Regions from separate parts of the Arachis hypogaea genome. Here region 2 is linked to region 1. The links are chromatin contacts, called in public Hi-C maps. All regions are on one chromosome and are shown on one strand. The core of a region is the stretch at or near the end of the contact, and the rest is flanking DNA. Distances in the headings are between cores, read along the strand shown.

Region 1 (2,700 bases), core at 180-2,679:
ATCAGAGTTTTGCTCAGGTCCCTCAATTTCAGCCAGAAAATACCTGAAATCATAGAAAAACACACAAATTCATAGTAAAGTCCAGAAATGTGAATTTTGCATAAAAACTAATGAAAACATCCCTAAAAGTAGCTAGATCCTACTAAAACCTACCTAAAAACAATGCCAAAAAGCGTATAAATTATCCGCTCATCAGTCACGCGTACGCGTCGTTGAGCAAATCTTCAAATCACGCGTACGCGTCAGTCACGCGCATGCGTCACCATGTATATCTCCAAATCACTCGCATGCGTACGCGTCGCTCCTCGCTGCCATCTTCTTTTGTTCTTGTGCTGCTGAAACTTCATCAAATCCAGCCGAATGCTACCTAAAATAAATAGTATTGCACAAAACTCAAAATAGCATCCATAATGGCTAAAATATAATTATTTCTTGATTAAACTCAACAAATTAGATACAAATTCACTAGAAAAAGATAGGAAAGATGCTCACGCATCATCGCACCTACCTCAACATCTCATGGATCACTAACTTTCCAAATCTCTGTGACTGGTACACCACCCACCTCCTCTGCCCTTCACCTACTAGAACCATCCACCTCCACGTCCTCGATAACAGTATCACCTCCAGCCTTGACAACGTCCATCACATCCTCAAGACCAAGTTTCACAACTACCACAAAGGCATACCTTTCTCCACTTTCGAGAAATCATATAGATTGTTGGATATTAGGACATCGTGAGAAGATTCTCCTTCGACATCATATGCAAATTCTCATTTAAAATGGCCCCCGAGTGATTCATTCCTTCTCTCCTAAAGTCTATGATGGGATACAGCTTTGACCTCGCATCCAACCTATCAGTACAACGAGCAATGTTGCTATCACCGCTCATATGAAAACTGAAGCGATTACTGAACATTGGTTCAGAGAAGAAGCTGAAGGAAGTGATCGGAGTGGTGGACAATGTGGTCATGGTGATGATAGGACAGAGGAGGAGGGATATGGCGACGATGACGACGGGTTTTAACAAATTGGACTTGCTATCTAGATTCATAGGATCCATCGAAGACGAGAAGTACTTAGAGACATAGTCATTAGTTTCCTGAGTATGAATTGGTTAAGAATAAGTTGAGAATTTTTCTTCTTGTGAGCATTGAAATTGCAGAGGGTGCAATATGTAGCTTGAAGCTGCAGTATTAGACTGTTAAAATTATGCGAGATATGATGAAAATTTGAGGAGAACAGTATTGTTTTCGAACAGAGCGGGATCAGGGACCATTTTGTCCCCTGTTAGAGTTGTTAGAGATTATTTTGTCCTCCGTTAGATTTGACGGAACAAAAGACTTAAGTGACTAACGGAATTAATTGTTATGAATCAATCGAATAATTAATTTTAGTTAAAAACTAAATGTCTGATCCAAAATTTTTGGACGCCAAAATAAATAAATATTTTTTTTTTTTTTTGTAATTAATCTGATATGTGAACAATAATGTTTAAGGGAAAGAATAAAGGGATGGAGTACGGTGGTAAAAAAATGGGCCCAAATATGGGCCCAATAAAGTTTGGAAACCCTTGGTAGTTGTTACTGAGGGAGAGGATTGCATAGGAAAAGGCAGAAGCGTTGTTATCCCCTGTCTATCCATTTCATCCATTTCTTAAACTCAGCTCTCAGCTCAGTGTTGTATTGAGCTCCGCCGCTAGCTGCCATGTCTCCAGGTCCCGTCGTTGATGCACCCGCCGCTGACACCACCGCCGACCAACAACTCCCTCCTGTCGATGACGCTACCAACAAGAAAAAGCCTCATCCCCAGGTTCTCCCTATTTTGCCTTCTCTCTCTTTGTCTATGCGATTCAATTCTTCTTCTTTTTCTTCTTCCGTTTTGTTTCGATTGGTTTCTTATGTATTTATGTGATCTATTTCTTTTTTCTACTCAGGAAGAAGACGAAGCTCCTGTTGTTGAGGACGTCAAGGACGACGACGAAGACGCCGATGATGACGACGATGACGACGACGACGATGATGACAAGGAAGACGGTGCTCAAGGTTCTCTTCTTTGTGTTTATTTGTTTTAAATCTCCATATCGTTAACGTATTATTCTATTATTTTTTTAAATTATTTTCACCCTAATTATTTTATATCCTATTGAATTTCGATCCACTTGTTTCTAGCGTAGTATACACATAAAGTTCTAAAGGAAGCTTGATAGCAGTTTAATATGATGTTGTTCTGAATTCATTGGCGTTCATGACCTCACGTGCTCTAGTTGGATATATGAATTAGATTATATTGTTGCTGGAGCTGAAAGTTGCTATACAATACTCATTTATATGAATGCCTTTGTCGGAATTGTGTAATCTTTGAGCTCTGCTGTTGTAGGGTTCTTTCGAATAATTATGTGTCATTTTGCTCTCTGTACCTGTTATTTGTGTTATGATTCTTCTCTATGTCTTTTAGTAAAGCTAACTGATCTTGAGTTACATTATTTTCTATTACTTGGTCGCGAAATTACTTATGACATTAATGGCCTTACATATAGAGAACACAATGAATGTGTTCTACTTATTATTATATGCCTCCAATTCAACACCATATATGCATTGAAGCACTTGTGTTGAATGTTAATCCTTTTCCTAAATATCTATTATTATGTTTTTTGGGCTGAGATGCAGGCGGTGCCGAGGGTTCAAAGCAGAGCA
Region 2 (2,700 bases), core at 86-2,585, 380 kb after region 1:
CATATGTCATGAAAATAAGAAATGCGTTGCTTAAGCTCTAATTCCTGTGGGAAAAGAGAATACTTAAACAGTTAATCTCATTTTCAAAGTATCATAATATATCATCAGTCATAACATTTCACTCATTTCATTTGTTTATGATCAAATTTAATTTCAATTTGCAATGAAATCATAACTACTAAATATTGCCGCGGAGATTATATATATATTTTAGCATTTCATAGAAATTAAACCCATTTTTTCATGTATAAATCTAATGTTACCATTTATAGACAGCAACCGAATATCTTTGATTGGTCACATGTTACAAGAAGTTTAAGCTTTGAGTAGAATAAAAACTAAAATGTATTGGCAATTTCATGTGCACTCATTTTCATTTGATTAGAGGAATTCATCTTATTATTAAAATTCGAGTCATGAATAACTTAAATGCTTCTTAAATTTGAAAATCTGGTGGAATAAACAAGAGAAAGAACAAATTTGGCGGGAATATTTTTTTTTCCCAGAGGGTTCTAACTCGTGAGCGGTGAGCCAACAGTTTTGAAAGGTTACCCTTATCCTGTTTGTTCTCACTTCTCAGAGAAAGATTCCCAGCAAATATTAGATTAATCAAAATTACATGCTTCAAAAGAAATAAGTTACAATTCTCTTATTGGATTCACCCTAGGTCCTCACTTCAAGGCTTATTAGTTGTCACCCCCTGCTAACTGCAGCATAACCTGATCCAACTTCGAATTTAAAAGTGTTTTTATGACATGGAATGCACACGGTACATCTTTAATTTTTTTAGCCTAAGTGGCAGGTTATCATTTGCTTATCAGTTTAATAATTCTATACCTATTTTTGTGGATCTGAAAAAATGCCAATATCAAAGAGTAACTATACATGTATCTTATATTATACACTAAACCAACTTACACTTCTGTTCCATCAAATTAATGTGATACTATTTTAATACTAATCAAATTTTAAATTTGTTCGACATATGATATAAAATGAGACGTCACACACACACTTATCTATATTAGTTAAAATTTATATTAATTAAAATTATCATAAGATTCAGAGTAGGTACTCATGCTAAAGATCTATATCTAGATAGTAGTAAGGTAATACACAAAACAAAGCTTTTCCAGGTTGTCCTAAAGGGGTGCCACACATACACACATGCCATGCATGTCTGACAAAGTGACACTTCACAACTTTGTCATGAAAAATCTACCAGTCGGTGGGTAACAAAGAGTATTATCATTTCCAAAGCTTTATTGATTTACCATTATATTAACCTCCCTCTCTATTTCTATAAATACGACTCTTCTCTTTACATTACAATTTGTTCTTTGTGCAGCTACACGTGCTTTGAATAACTTAGTTTAGCTTTATACCATCTAACATACTCCTACCCCTTCCTTGTAATATAAATCTTCTTCTTTGTAGCTGTTAGCCCTCTTCATCTCTTTTATTTTTAGGCCCCTCAGAACTGCAATTTCATTTCCCATTTCCCATTGATAAAGCAAATGAGTGAGGAAGGAAAACAGGTTAGCCTTCTTTCTTGCCATTCTGGTTTCTTAGGCTATGTTTGAATCTTGAAAACATAAATCAAATACAAAAAGAATTGTGCTTTTTGTTTATATATACTTCTCTAGGTGGATAAAAAATCAAGCCAATTACGTTTATATATACTGCTTATTTGTCGTTTTAGCCATCAAATTAATCAATAGGTATTTATTTCTAAATGCTTTTGTATTTCAACATTTATTTTATATGATAGTTGATTTAGTAGCTGATTTTTGGTATAAAAATAGCATGTATTTTTTTTTTTTTAATAGATTAACTGGTTTTTATTCTCTCTTTCTTTGGCCTTGGGTAGGAACAACCACCTAAGGGTGAGTCTAAGCCAAAGGAAAAGCCAGCAGAGGAGAAGAAAGAAGAGAAGCAAGAGGCGAAACCACCATCTCCATGTGTATTGTTTGTGGACTTGCATTGTATGGGATGTGTCAAGAAGATTGAGAGATACGTTATGAAAATGAAAGGTTAGTTATCTCATCTTTCTGTCACCCTTTCTCTTTGCATTTGATTCCAGATACATACATACCATGCATATGCTTGTCCACTCCTCATGGTTTTCATGTGTTTATCTTCTAATAGGTATTGAGGGAGTGGTGATTGATATGGCTAAAAATGAAGTGACCATAAAGGGAATAGTGGAGCCTCAAGCAATTTGCAACATAATTACTAAGAAAGCAAAGAGAAGAGCCAATGTTATATCTCCATTGCCTCTAGCAGAAGGAGAGGCAGCACCAGAAGTTGTTACTTCTCAGGTAAATTGTTATTTGTTAGTCCGTCTATTCTCTTTATCTGTCATAAAAATTTGATACATTGCTTCGAGGATATACCAAACTTTTATGTCAATAAATTAATAATTTGTAACTGGTTGCCGTTTCAGGTTAGTGCTCCAGTTTCTGTGGAACTTAACGTGAACATGCACTGTGAGGCCTGTGCTGAGCAACTCAAGAAAAAGATACTCAAAATGAAAGGTATACCAATTATGTGTGTGCCTCTTCATTTCAATGTGTGGGATATCTTTTTTGTAATACTTGTAAGTTGTAACTGAGAAAGGACGGATAGATAGGAAGGAAAAGAAATTAATACTTGTTTGTTAGTGATTAAAATTTGGTGGAGCCAATGTAGTTCTGCTAT

What was found. A called contact is a pair of places that touch in the nucleus more often than the background predicts.
Region 2: a Hi-C map of leaf shows a contact between it and region 1, with 4 times the contacts expected there. The contact joins the promoter of LOC112715728 here to the promoter of LOC112715723 in region 1. A contact is called at or near these places in 3 of 8 Hi-C or Micro-C datasets (leaf and an unstated tissue).

The regions. Positions count from the first base shown.
Region 1 is chr10:77,446,727-77,449,426 of arahy.Tifrunner.gnm2.J5K5, forward strand. It overlaps LOC112715723 (nascent polypeptide-associated complex subunit alpha-like protein 2), which reads left to right and starts at 1,430. Exons shown (of 4, transcript XM_025767534.3): 1 at 1,430-1,813; 2 at 1,938-2,046; 3 at 2,674-2,700. The coding sequence starts at 1,709.
Region 2 is chr10:77,826,823-77,829,522 of arahy.Tifrunner.gnm2.J5K5, forward strand. It overlaps LOC112715728 (heavy metal-associated isoprenylated plant protein 9), which reads left to right and starts at 1,336. Exons shown (of 5, transcript XM_025767540.3): 1 at 1,336-1,538; 2 at 1,871-2,033; 3 at 2,149-2,321; 4 at 2,447-2,537. The coding sequence starts at 1,518.